Regions from separate parts of the Anser cygnoides genome. Here region 1 is linked to region 2. A link is a contact called in public Hi-C data. All regions are on one chromosome and are shown on one strand. The core of a region is the stretch at or near the end of the contact, and the rest is flanking DNA. Distances in the headings are between cores, read along the strand shown.

Region 1 (6,907 bases), core at 700-3,199, 92 kb before region 2:
GCTTGAATAATCTGTTCTTTCAGCATGTATGTTTTAGCCTGGGTTTTAGCTGTTTTCCCTACCTGTCTACAGTCTTGGATCGGAGCAGATTTGGGAAAGCCAGGATTGCACTGAAATGCAATTTCCAAAGGACTTGTGGTGCCCTTTCTGCTGTCCTGGAGCCAGAGGGGAAAAAAAAAAAAAAAGGCGGGTGGTAACTGGGCAAACTAGATTTGCCTGTGTATGATCAGGATGTAATGTTCTTTTTCAACCTAAATACATAACACAGCCTTGTGGCCCTGCTGCTCTGATACCAGGGTGACTAACGCAGGACAGTCCCTAAGCAGTAGTGCACCCAGCGCCTCTCCGCGCTGATTACAAAAGAAAGGCAAAAGCTTTGAGACAAGGGGATTACCCCAGACGCTCTAATCTGGAGCTGTGTGTCTGTCTGTCGTGTGGTAACCGGGTACGCCACATCCCCCGGGTACTGCCTTTTGCTGGGGGCATTACGTGCTGCTCATCTGCTGTGCCCCCACGGGGGTCCTGCGTTGCCTGCGTCTGCCCCTCACAGGAGGGACACCACGTGCGATGGGCTTCACGCTGCTGCAACCCTTCTTTGTGTGTCTTGCACCCAGCTCCCCCACCCCGTTCAGGCGTTTTGGGGACCCGAAGGGCTCCATGCCATCCATGCCTTCCCCGGCCCTGCTGCCCGTGGCTGCTGTTTGCCTTCGGGGTGGGTGAGCGGCTCCTGGCCTGGAGGAACGACGCCGGGAGCCAGTTCCTGAAACGCAAAACATGCGTTTTTATCACTTTGTGACAAATTGGTTTGTCAGCAGCAGGAAGTGATGTTACTGCCGTCCTCAGCAAAGGGAAACTCCTCGTGGTTTCCATGGGGACATATGCAACTGTATAATTACGGGTTTATATAAGCCTAAGCCCTCCGTACACCCGCTGTGTGCCTCGTTTCTGGGGGTCTCGGGCCCCCAGAAGGGGGGCAGGAGCGCAGCTGAGCCCTATTAGCACAGCAGGGAGCCAGGATAGCAGGAGTTCAAAGTCCGGCCAACCAGGGGGAATAAATGGGGGGGGGGGGGGGGAGAAGGGAAAATGCCCCCCAGCACGTGCACAGGGAGCAAAGTTCAGCTTGGCCGTGTCCGTCCATCTCCCCCAGCGCTGACACGTTGGCACACTGACGTGCCATTTGCTCTCTTGCTTGCGCCTCTCCTGCTTTTGGTGGCTGTTCTCTCCCCCTTATCCCTCACTTCTCTGGCCCGGGAGCAGTTTGGGATCAGGACACAATCCCGTTCACAGATGATTTGCAGGAATCTGTGGGCTGGGGGCACCGCGGGACTCGGGTGGCAGCAGGAGGGTCACGACAGAGCCCGCAAAGGTCGCTCTGAGCCGGCAGCGCCTCTGGGTGCCACCGCCAGCTGGCTCTCAGAGCCCTGCTTTGTGCTGAAGCCGCTCTCTGTGCCCCTCTGTCAGGTGCCTGCTTAGGCTATAAAGCTGATCGGCTGCCAGGTAATGAGTTTTATTGTTCCAAGAAGCACATAAACAACCTCCCCCGGCTGACGGAGAGCGGATTTCTGTTTGAACTGTGATTAACAGGCAGGATTTTTTTTATCAGTTGCATGGCCAGGGCTGCCAAGGTTGTATTTTTCCATTGAACAAGCTCTGCTTGTCTTTGAAGGTGAAAGTTTGTTCCACTGTTTGCTGCAGGTGAAAAAAAAGGCTCACGTTTCCAGAAAGAGCCTTGTGAGTTTTACGAGGAATGCAGCGGTGGGTGCGATCCCATGGAGTCCCTGCCCAGGGACTTTCCATGGAGGAAAGAAAGGGGTTTTGCAGGCTCTGCAGGATGAGAAGGACTTTTGGGGAGGACATTGCACTTTGAGGTGCTTCACACTGCAGAAAGACTTTTTAACTTCGGTTCTTGGAGCCTGGGGAGCTCTCCTCCTTTCCCTTTTAGCTGCTCCATTTGTTTTTATCCCTTGGCGTCAGGTCGAAGCGCGGCGCTGACGACAGAGCTGCGTCTGCGGAGCAGCACACGTGGAAGCCTTTCAGACGCAGCGCTGCATCATCCCGGCCTTCAAGGGCACCTTCGCTTCAAGGGGCCTGGGTTTTAGCACCGTTAGCGCTCCAGGTAACTTGCAGGGTTTCAGCAGGAGGCTGTGGTGCTCAGTACATCTTCGGTTATGTGACAGGACTGCAGCTGCTTTGTGCTTAAACGTTGACTTTGGATTGTAGCTATTAGGACGCCCTGATATTACACAAAGAATCATAAACTGCTGTTATCTGCCTGAGCAAATCCATTTTTGATGGGGCAAAAGCAGCACGTGACTCCTTGAATTTCAGCGATGCGAGGACTGGCAGCTTCCTCCTGGAGTAGATGCAGAGCCAGAACACCTGCTGTCCCAGTGCCCCCCCACGTCCAGTTAGCTGGCGCTGCCACCACTAACTTGCTTAAAAAACCAGCCTCCAGCTGCATTTCTCCCACATTAGCTTCCCCCGGTAAGGACATGTCCCAGCAGCGCTGCTCCCCCCCTACACACCCCACAGAGGTGTCACACCCCATCCACAGCATCAGCCCCGCACCATTTGCTGCCACCATCGCCCCGCAGCTCCTGCCCACGAGCTGCCAGCAGCACCAACCAGTCAGGGCTTGTCTCCCTGCCTTTTGTTATGCTAGATAAAACTTCTCCTTGCCTCAGCTTAAATGCTGGGGAAAAGTCCAGTCTAGTGGGAATCTGCAGCCAGAGAATTTATTTGGGTCTGTGTAAGAAGTTATATGACTGCTGGTAACCTGGCCTGTTGTTATGCCCTGATTTATCTCCAGAGATAGCACAGCAAGCCAAATATTTCACTGCAGGGATCAGAGGCGCTTTGAATTGCAGAAAGGAGTTAAGGAGGCAAGACAGAAAAAGAAAACACCTTGGCACAAACTCAGCAGCACTGGAGATCAGCTAGCAACAGGTTAATTTTTAGACTTAACCTTTGAAGCATTCAAAGTAAACAAGCAATAAGGAAGCTTCTTCCTCCTTCCTGGGAGAGGACTATTTTAACTCCCCTCTAGTCCCTTGCCCAAGTCTCAGTTGGTTCGAACTATTACAGCTCAGTTGCCAATACTGCAGCCAAAGCCACCTTACAGCTGAGAATCTGGCCTTGGCTGTTTGCCACAGCACATAATTATACAGGGACAAAGAGCTCAGGTTAAGAAATGGCAGAAGTTTCTAGTCAAGTATGTTGTTTTTAAATTCCTTTTTCTGTCTAGTTCAGTCAAGACCCTAGGAATTTGCACTACCTGGGGCCAAACACCATTAGAAATTCAGACTGACTTCTTTTGCTTGGTATCTGGGAGCTTGTAAAGTTTTAGGACAGTAAGATGCACAAGACTTTAAATAATATAATCCAGCTTTCAATAGAAATACTATAATTTATTCTGTTTGTATAAAAAGTTATAGTCACGTAACAAAACTATGTCTTCATAAGAAGAAATATATTATTTCACATCATAAATAAATCAAACATACAACCCTTGGCAACTCAAAAAAGCACGCGCCTGTGGTGCTTTCATGTCAGTGCTTGGGAAACAAGAAGAGCTGACAGATATATACACACAGGATTACAGTACCAAAAAATGCTGAGGTATTTAGTTTCTCTAGAAATGAAACTGTAAGTTCATGAAGGCAAAACAATGCTCTAATGTAAAAATAAATAAATAGGATTGTCATAAGAGGGGACAGCATCAGTGTTGCTTAAAGTGTCCAGGAATGGGAATACTGGTGAGCACACTACTAAATGTGCAGCAGGCTTAGGACAAACAGAAGACAAGGGGGAACAGCTCAGGAAAACACAGCGTCCTTTGCTCTTTGCGTAGGCATCCAGATATTGGCTTTAGAAGACAGCAAGAGAGTCTGTAACACCTAGTTCTCTGGCATCAGGTGAGCTCCTCTGCTCGTGACAGTGTTCTGGGATGCACGGATGGTTCCCCACAAGACACAAGTGACTGATGACACTGTCCCCATAGTTATTGCACTTCTGAGACAGTACGTCTGAGTTCTGACCGCATTTTCACCTGCCTCTCAGCAGCTCGGGGAAGTGGTGATGGGACTCTGAAGGTAGCTTAAAGCATTGGACGAGGTGTGAACAGGGATGGAGACTGGAAAGTTAAAGACTGTGGTGGTCGATGCTCCTCTGTCCAATACTGACATAGCGGGGCTCCCAGCTTCTGCTGAGCAGTTGGGGGCAAGGACCTGCGACTCAAACTGGAGCAGCTGCCCCATGAAGCTGAAGTTTGGGGAGATGATGCTCCTTCTCTGCTTCACGAACTCAAAGGCTTCATCCAGCTTGACTCTGTTGGTCCTCATGAGATAAGCAAGGCAGATGGTCGCTGACCGGGAAATGCCAGCCTGGCAGTGCACAAACACCCTTCCTCCATCGTTTTTAACAGAGTCTGAAAGAATTAAAATACACAGTTAGCAAACAAGTCCCACTGCTTCCAGAGGTGGGGAAGCAGCGCCTGCCATTTTACATGTCTTTAATCCATCCCTTCCTTAACCGAATAGGTGAGCCTGGTGCTTTCGAGACAAAGAGAGCCTTTGTCCTGAGGGAAACAGCACTCTAGCTATTTTCATTCTGGGCTCCAATTCCAATTATACTAATAGGTCCTCCAGGTCACTTTAGCAGTCTCGCAAGATTACTTTAATACTGATCCGCTTAAATTCACTAGCTCTTTTCTGCAAGACTAATGCCTCTTGATTCAAGATTTCAAACAGTTTTGTAAAGCCAAGATTATTCCTCTCAGCTGAATAAAATTAATGGACACATTCCCTGGGCATTTATCCCTTCACAACAAAGGTTCCCCAATCTCAAACGTGGCTGTGCTGAGGAAGACAATACCACTCCCACCCAAAAAAAGGAAAAAAAAATCACTCCCAGGGTACACCACACGAGACAAAAGAACCATAGAGAAAGCTCATTTACCTATGAAATCAATCGCCTCATTAAACCAGGAGCTGATATCCGCCTTGTGGTTGTCCTCCACCGGGATACTCTTGTACTGGTAGTGCCCTTCGAAGTGGTTGGGGCAGTTGGCCGAGACGTTGATCAGCGCCGTGATCCCCAAGGCGTCCAGCATGTCCTTCCGGGAGGCATGGTACGCGCTGCCCAAGTAGAGGAACGGCAGGATTTCCACGGGGCCACCCTGGAAGCGGACGGACAGACAGACAACCGGTCAACACCGCTCGGGCAGCTCCCCACCATCGTCCCTAACACCCCCCGGGCACCGCGGGGTGCCGGCACCCACACATCCCCCCCCGCTCACCTGGTCGTACAGGGGGGTGCCGCAGGAGCTGCACCCCGAGTCGGCGCTGCCGGGGGCGCTGCTGGCGCTCAGGGGGAGGCTGAGTCCGGTGGGGGCGGCCGGCTTGGTGCACAGCTCGGAGCAGGCGGCCGAGAAAGCTTCGTAACCTCCTGCGGGGCAGAGGGGAGAGGGGCGCGGGGTGAGCGCTGCGCGGCCGGGGGCGAGCGGAGCCCGCGGCCGGCGGCGGGGGAGGAGGAGGCGGCCGCGTCCCCGGGGGACCCCGGGCGGCCACTCACCCTTGAGAAAGCAGATGCGGGCGCCGCGGGCTTCCCTGCAGAGGGTGCCGAGGGCCAGCAGCAGGGTGCTGTCCCGCTTGGGCAGCTCCAGGTCGGCGCTGCGCTCGTCCAGCAGCACCACGGTGTGCACCAGCCCCTGGCGCAGGCGGGCGCGGAGCTCCTCGTTGGGGACGACGTGCTCCAGGGCCAGGGCTCCCTTCGCCCGGCGGCGGACGATGGTGCTGAGGCGCACGTTGCAGGAGCCGCGGATGTGCGCCGCGTTGAAGGAGAAGAAGGAGCGGCAGTCCAGCACCAGGCACTGCGCGGCGCGCTCCTGCAGCAGCCCCCGCAGCGCCTCGCACTCCAGCGCGCACACCCGCAGGTTCACCATGGCTGGGATCGGCCCCGAGGAGCGAAGCGAGGAAACAAACGGAAAAAAAAAACCCAGAAGCGCTCCCGATCGGCGCGGCTCGGCTCGGCTCGGCGCGGCCCCGCACGCCTTATATCGGGGCGCGCCGCCGCCGCCGCCGCCGTTTTCTCAATGGGGGCCGGGTCACGTGGGGCCGCCCCGCGCTGACGTCACCTTGGCGGCGCGCCACGGCGGGGCGCGCCCGGCCCCGCCGGCGTGACGTCATGGGCCTCCGGGGCGCGCGCTTTGGCCCGCGCGGGCGCGCGCGGCTGCGACCGCGTGGAGGTGCGGCGGGGTGGGCGCGCGTGGGCTCCCGCGTCCAGCCGTGCACAGGCGCGCGGGGAGCGCGCACCTGGACGCGTCCCCAAGGGTGTGCACGCGCAGCTACGCGTGCACGCGCCTGCGGGCACACGCAGCGCTGTGTGGCCCTTGTGCCCCCCGGCGCCCCCCGCGGAACTCGGGGCGTTGCTGGGGGCTGCGAGCTGCCGGAGCTGCGCTGCGGGGGGATGGGGGCATGGTCGTGCTCCTAAGGCACGCGTGTAAACGCGTGTAAACGCACACACGTACACGAGCTTGGCGGTGGCTCGATGGTTCTGTGATTTGGATTCGTGCGTAGGCAAATACACACGTACAGGCGCATCTAAACACAGATGTGTGCACACGCAGACAGGTATTTGTGTATGGATTTGTTATGTAAATGCCTTTGAGAGCTGTTCTCACGTTTTGTGTGCGAGGAAAAAATCTGCGGTAGTTCGTTTTCCACTTCCCCAGAAGTTAGGGCGGCCCAGTAACGGGCAATGAAGCAGCTGGAGCTCTGTTTTTTTCCCCGTGGTGGTGTATCAGTGCTTCCCAAAAGTTCTCTTTTCCCCGTGGGCGACCAGCTGCCACCAAAACACTGGGGTGTTTCTTACACACGGCTTCCAGGCAGCGCCGCTTTCACTTCCCCTG
Region 2 (6,343 bases), core at 3,291-5,790:
TAATAAGGCTGTTCAGTGAAGACCTCTTCAACAAATCAAGGAAATTTCCATGCATTTCAGAGCTCTGAGAGAAAAAAAAATAAAAATCAATGGAATCAGGGCTTAGATTTTGATTCTCTCCCCCCAGAAACGGGTTGAAATGCTATATATGAAATATACTGTCAGATCTAAGTAAGGAGAACAGGATCTTCTGTGGGAGGTTCCGATGGCAGTGTACAAACTAAGTAGTAGATTACAAAGAGTTAAGCTGTCTTTTGGCACTTTTTGGAATTTGTTGGATTTGCATGATTAGACAATCGACTTTTATATAACACAAAGTTATACATTAGGAAGAAATTCCACCCGTGGTGCCAAAAAGGTGATGTATCTGTTGGTGAGGAATGGAAAGTGTTAGTTCCCATAGCAAGCTTTAGAGACAGAGGGCAGAAATAACATCAAGAAATGCCTTGGGCTTTTATGGAAAGCTCTTTCGCTCAGATATGACCTTTCTAATGAAATGAGCAAATTTGAAAAGGAAGCTTTCCCCCAGCTACTTTTTCCTGGATGATCTGTGATCCAGGCAGAGGAAGGGCCGTTCTTTTACTCTGGATGTAAAAGTGGTTTAATTTCTTCCCAGAAACTGAATATCCAGTCTTGTGTTTACAGGTGGCATGAAGTAAAAACCAAACTGAGCAACACAGTTTTATGTGGCCTTTGCTTTGAAAGGGAATAGTTGTCTTACAGCATTAGCTTTTATTCTTTCTTCTGTGTTTGTTTTTTTTTTTTTAAACACAGACCACCCAGCAGTCTGGACTCTGCAATTCTGCTTTAATATTATTATTATTATTATTATTATTACTGTTGTTGTTATTTTGAAAAGGGGTTGTCCATTCTATGTGTCCAGAAAAATGATGCAGTCTTCTGGGTGGATGAGCACAGCTTACTGTCTTGCTTTGTGTGTGTATATTGAATACACCTGTAAAACACAGGAAGTCTGTCTCTTCACGGTTTAAGGTGCCTACCTGCTTCTTTAAAATTCAATCAGGCATCTTTCCTGAGCCCTAGACTGACACTGTTCACCCACAGGTACACCAGTAGCAGGGCAGGCATTCCCACAACCCGGCCCCTGCTAGCAATTTTCTTCTATTCCTTAAAACGGTACCTGAACTTCCATGCCCGTTCATTCAAGCCTTGTCTTCTGAGACCTCCAATAAATGGAGGTGTGAGGGGAAAGCTACTGCCAGGTGTGGCTTGTATGCAACGATAGACGTGAGTTCACTGATAATGAGACCAATGCCCACCAGTGCATTCTCCATACCCTCCTAAATGTTCCTTGGGTAGTAACAGTCACTGCATGCTTTGTGAGTGTCTGAGCTGAGGATACACAGATTTTAAGTGTTCCAGGATAGACAAAAATCCTAAAAAATTAAAATCCTTAACTCAATCAATGGTATAAATTCTAAGACGGGTGCAGGATTTCTCTTGGATAATATCTACTGTCCATTGCCTTTTCCTGGAGGCCAAAGTATCCAAACATTTTGTTGTAATAATATGAAACTTTGAATATTCAGTGTTAATGCTAGAGTCAGATACATTTCAAAAGTATTCCTAATACATGTCTGTTGAAATTGTCTCATTCTTTTGGAAGTAGGGAAGGTAGCCAGTTTTATCTGCACACACACATACATGCCCACACCCCCCTAAAAATAAAAAGGCCACCAACCCCCCCCTCCCTACCCTGGCCCATTTTCTGCCCTGTAGTGATTCCTGACCAGTTACAGCATTGGAACTTTTCCTTGTTCTTATTATGGACTGATTGCTGTTCCTTTAGGTGTAAACTGGATTGTGTAATTTCCTGTATCTGTTAATGTATGGATAGATTTTATACATTTTTTCCATTTACAAAAATCAACTTGAAAACGAGATGCTTGTCTTCATTTCAGTGCGCGCGTCCATCTGTCCACGAGCGGTACCCACTAGATGGCGGCGGCTGCCTCGTGGCAGCCTGGGGTTTTTCCATTGCAATTCCTTCTCGTGCTGCCTGAAGGATTTCCTCTGATCCACAGTCACCAACTGAAATTTAAAGCAAAAAAAAATCCTAGTTTTTTCTCTTAAATTTGTTGGATCTTTGCTTATAGCATGTGAACTTGATGGATTACAGGGATGCAATGTTAATATCTTAGCAGGGCATCCTTCTGGGTGATGCAAGAGAAGATTCCTGTAGCACAGCGGATTGTGCTGTCAGTTTTCTGAAATTTCTTCCCTATTATAATTTCTTCAACACAAACTAGAAAAAGTTGATTGCAGATTCCTGCGTGTTTCTTGCCCCCAGTGTGTGATTTCTGCCCTTCTCCCCCATCCTCTATCTGAATTAAACGCTGCCTTCTGCGCAGTCCAGGCCAGTTCTTTAAACCAGATCAGTGAAATTGTTTCACTTTTTTTGGAAATAACAGATTGCATACTTCAGTGTGCTTGCTTTCTCTGCCAAAATGTCCACTGCAATAATGTAATAAATCACTTTTTTTTTTTTTTCCTAAATGTGGAAACCAAATTATAATAAAGTTCTGGCAAAACTGCTGAAGAAACAGTCTGCACCTTAGTTCTCTAAGCCAGGTCTAAGCCTCTGAGCACTGCCAAGCCAAGGCTGACTTTGGGTCTGCTGGCCGTTGTGGCATGCTTGTCCTTCAGGCATGGCTGGCTTGGATCAGGTAATGTTGCTGCATCGTGTGTTTACAGAAGAATTTGCTCTTCTCTCCAAATGTGAAAGCGCGGTGGTTACTGTTGCAGCAGGCCTGCCCCGTGCATACATGTGTCATTAGATTTCACTTCTATTCTCAGACATTTTCTAGAGATAAAATGAGCGTAGTTATGCTTTTAAACATCAGTGAAAACAACAATAATCTCAAGCCATAGTGGAAGGAAAACTGTTGATTGTAGGTGTTAATTCATCTTCTTGACTTTGCTCTTTCAAATCAGTATTTTGACAGAAGTATTTGTGGTTCTCCAAGAACGACATCCCTGTAGGAAGTAAAACATTTAGAACTTGTGTATATTCTGGTTTAAATAAACCTCTTTGAAGCTGCGCTTCATCATACAATGAGAACTTGCAGCACGGGATGCTTTGTGATGGTGGAGTCAGAATTTCAGCTCTAGGGGAAGCTGTAAAGCTGTGCTTTGGCATGTTCAAGAACTATGTGGACTGCTAAAGTGGTTTTGTTTTTTTTAAGAAAATGGAAATTGAGAAGAAAAAAATTGAGATGCATTTATGAATGTTTGATGTATCAAGTATTTGCATTTAACTACTGCTCTGTAAAAGTGAAATCTGCAGTGTAGATGGTAATGTTTATAGCTAATTTTCTGACTATTTCTCGTTTAAAGTTGCTTTCTGGTTGTGTGATACGCAGACTTTTGGGGCTGAAAATGACTGCAACGAGTATCTGCTTTAGAACAGCCCTTTGAAGTTCCAGATGAAATGTGGCGATGAGGTATTTCTCAATAGTCCTGGGAAGGAGGGGGAGAGGGGCAGGGTTTGCAGTCCTGTAACGTGGTGTGGCAATGTTTAAAGCACAAGTCTTGCATTTTTACAGTGGAGTTTATTAGGGAGTTCTCGCATTTCCCTTTTAATTTGCAACCTCATGTTAATAAAATACTAGACTTTTTAGTTCTACAATTAAAAATAAATCTCTCGTGTTTTGATTGGCTTCTTGTTGCACTGCCATTGCAAAATCAATCTGAAAGGGTTTTTTCGTTTGTTTTTAATTATTGTTCCAATGAACTAAGCGTTATCGCGCAATGAAATCACTGTAAGCCAGGTCACTCTGCCGAAAGTTAACGCGAGGCTCTTTTGCAATCAGCCCTGACTCATGTCTGGACGTTCAGTGCTCGGTTTTGAACGGTACCAAGTGTCCTAACCTCAGGTTGGTTTTTTTTTGTTTTTTTTTTTTCCCTTTTGTTTTTTTAAATGAGGTGCGTGGATTTTGCTTGGAACTTGCTGGTTTTGGCTTTACTCACGCGGTGAGTTGGTATGTAAAATAACCCCTTTTTTGCCTCCCCCCAACCTTTTAATTTCCTTCTCGTCTTGCTTCACTAAGTATTTAGAAATCACACTGAGGTAATTATGGAAGATTAAATTGCGAAGGGTTACGACAGACTGAACATGGGCGCTGTGTATCCGCACCACATTAAGTAATTACTTATTTTTAACTGGGGGGCTGCGCGTGCCTTGCTCCTGCCCTACACCGCCTGCCTGAGGGACGGGACCCCCCGCACCCCCTTTTGGGAATCAGCTCCCCAGCTCCGAGGGGAGACGCTTCATTTCTACCAGAATTGAACAATTGGGAATAATTTACTAGAAAACAAAGCGGGTTGGGGGGGGGAAATAAAAAAGGAGTGCCCCCCTGAGGCAGCGGGGTTGGGGGGGGGGGGGCTGGGGCCGGGCCTCGGCGCCTCAGGGGAGCCCTCAGGGGGCCCGGGAGGGGCGGGGGAGAACCGCCCGCGTGGCCACGCCCCCTCTCGCCTGGCCACGCCCCCAGCCCCACGTGGCCGCGCCCCCGCCCGTCTCAGCCCCCGCCGTTGGCCTCCGGCCGCCAGGGGGCGCTGCTCGCGCCCGCTCCTCTCGCGAGCTCTCGCGCGAACCCCGCTGCCTCTTGCCGGAAGCGGAAGTGCTTCCCTCTCCTCTTTCCGGCCGAGCGGCGCGGCGGCAGCAGCGGGGTGAGGGCGCCGCGGGCGGGCCGCGGGCATCCGCCGCCATCCGCCGGTATCGGCCGGCATCCGCCGCGGCTGGGGGCGGGCCGGGGCCGGGACCGGGCCCCGCTGCCGGGGTTGGGCGCCGCTGGGCCTGGAGGGGCCGCTCGCTGGCCGCCGCTGAGCCCGGGGCTGTCCCGGCCTGCAGCCCGGGCTGCCTGCTCAGGCGGGGCCCGGCACCGGCACGGGGCGGTGCGCGGCGGCGAGCGGGTGGGTGGCAGGCTCCGCGCTGACCTGGCTGATTTAGGGGTCTTCCGTAGTGGAAGGCTGCGATCTTCTGGTTAGCAGTGGGCGGAGGCTTGCCGCGGGCAAGCAGAAGCACCCGGGGGGCAGCCTGTCGGTCAGGGCAGAGCTGTGCTCTGATAGACAACCTCAGGGTGGTTATTAAGGCTTAGGAATGGCCAAGCGCAGTTTGTTTAACAAATCTGTTACGTGCTGCAAAGTCTAGTAGTACACTGCGCAGGCAGCCTCTAAGCGTTACAGGTATTCTATCTGTGCGAGTGTGAAATGTGCGCTCACTTCATAAATAAAGCAAACGTTTACCTTGGTGTAAAATTAAGACTACTCGATCAGATGTCCTGCACTCTGAGTACACTTAGCTTTGGGTTAGAAAGAATGGTCGCATGCACACATAGAGCACTTCTGTCAATCCACAGTGTCATTGTCACTCATGGAAGAGGCTGAAACCTTTGAAATGCAGTTTATAAAATTACACAAATCGGGAGTAGGAATAAAAACAGCTGAAGTGAGCTTTTAAGTTTTAGCGTACTTAGCGTAGGCAGACAGTAGCACGAATGCCTTTGAGTTACAAGCTTCTCAAAGTACTGTTTTTCTTCCTGCAGCCAAAATGAAGTTCAATCCATTTGTGACCTCAGACCGCAGCAAGAACCGCAAACGGCACTTCAATGCACCTTCTCACATCCGAAGAAAAATAATGTCCTCCCCGCTCTCCAAGGAGTTGCGGCAGAAATACAACGTCCGCTCGATGCCCATCAGAAAGGACGATGAAGTCCAGGTATCTTTCAGGCTGTACTGTCACGCTTGAAGTTTATTCATATTTTGTTTTCCACGACAAATTCAAATCGATGCCACGGCTTTACCATGAGTCTTGTAAAAATAATACAAGTTAACGTAATCATAGGTTTGTCCTGTTGAATATTTCTTGAGACACAACCAGTGAGAAGGAAGGTAAAAGGAACATAAACGTGGCAGTAGAAGTATGTGCATTGTTCACATGCGTGATTTAGTTGCATGCATTGATTATCACTCTGGATTAAAGACTTTAAACAATAAGGCAAAGAATTGTTTGTTTTCTTTCTGTAGACTGTTTGCTACCAGTGATATGGGAAAGATCAGTTTAGAAATGAATGGAGTTAGGTGGCCTTTTTGTTTTAAAATGTAATGATAGAAGAGAAGTTAGGATGAAAAACAGTTGGGGTTGACTGTTACCTTTCCGGTTGAAAAGAGTTGAAGTTACTTGATCAGGGCTTACTGCAGGCAAAGTGAGTGAAAAGTACAGTTCTGATCCATTGTATTTTCCATTTTAGTGATCAGCTAAATCCAGTAACTGGTAGCTTTCTGGCATGAGCAGAGTTGGGAGCTCAACCCGTGCAGTTCTGGT

What was found. A called contact is a pair of places that touch in the nucleus more often than the background predicts.
Region 1: a contact with region 2 is called in a Hi-C map of liver, with 11 times the contacts expected there. The contact joins the enhancer-like site here to the promoter of RPL26L1 in region 2. A contact is called at or near these places in 4 of 7 Hi-C or Micro-C datasets (fetal liver, granulosa cells and liver).

What each region holds. Positions count from the first base shown.
Region 1 is chr14:10,618,878-10,625,784 of Taihu_goose_T2T_genome, reverse strand. It overlaps DUSP1 (dual specificity phosphatase 1), which reads right to left and starts at 6,044. Exons shown (of 3, transcript XM_067005574.1): 1 at 5,297-6,044; 2 at 4,957-5,176; 3 at 3,387-4,426. The coding sequence starts at 5,941. The coding sequence ends at 4,056. Within about 2 kb of position 1,949, at least 1 of the 3 cell types and tissues checked has open chromatin away from gene starts, as enhancers often do. A contact at or near this core is called in liver, where this site is marked.
Region 2 is chr14:10,529,834-10,536,176 of Taihu_goose_T2T_genome, reverse strand. It overlaps RPL26L1 (ribosomal protein L26 like 1), which reads left to right and starts at 4,540. Exons shown (of 4, transcript XM_048080352.2): 1 at 4,540-4,689; 2 at 5,565-5,737. The coding sequence starts at 5,570. It overlaps ERGIC1 (endoplasmic reticulum-golgi intermediate compartment 1), which reads left to right. Exons shown (of 10, transcript XM_048080351.2): 10 at 1-3,202.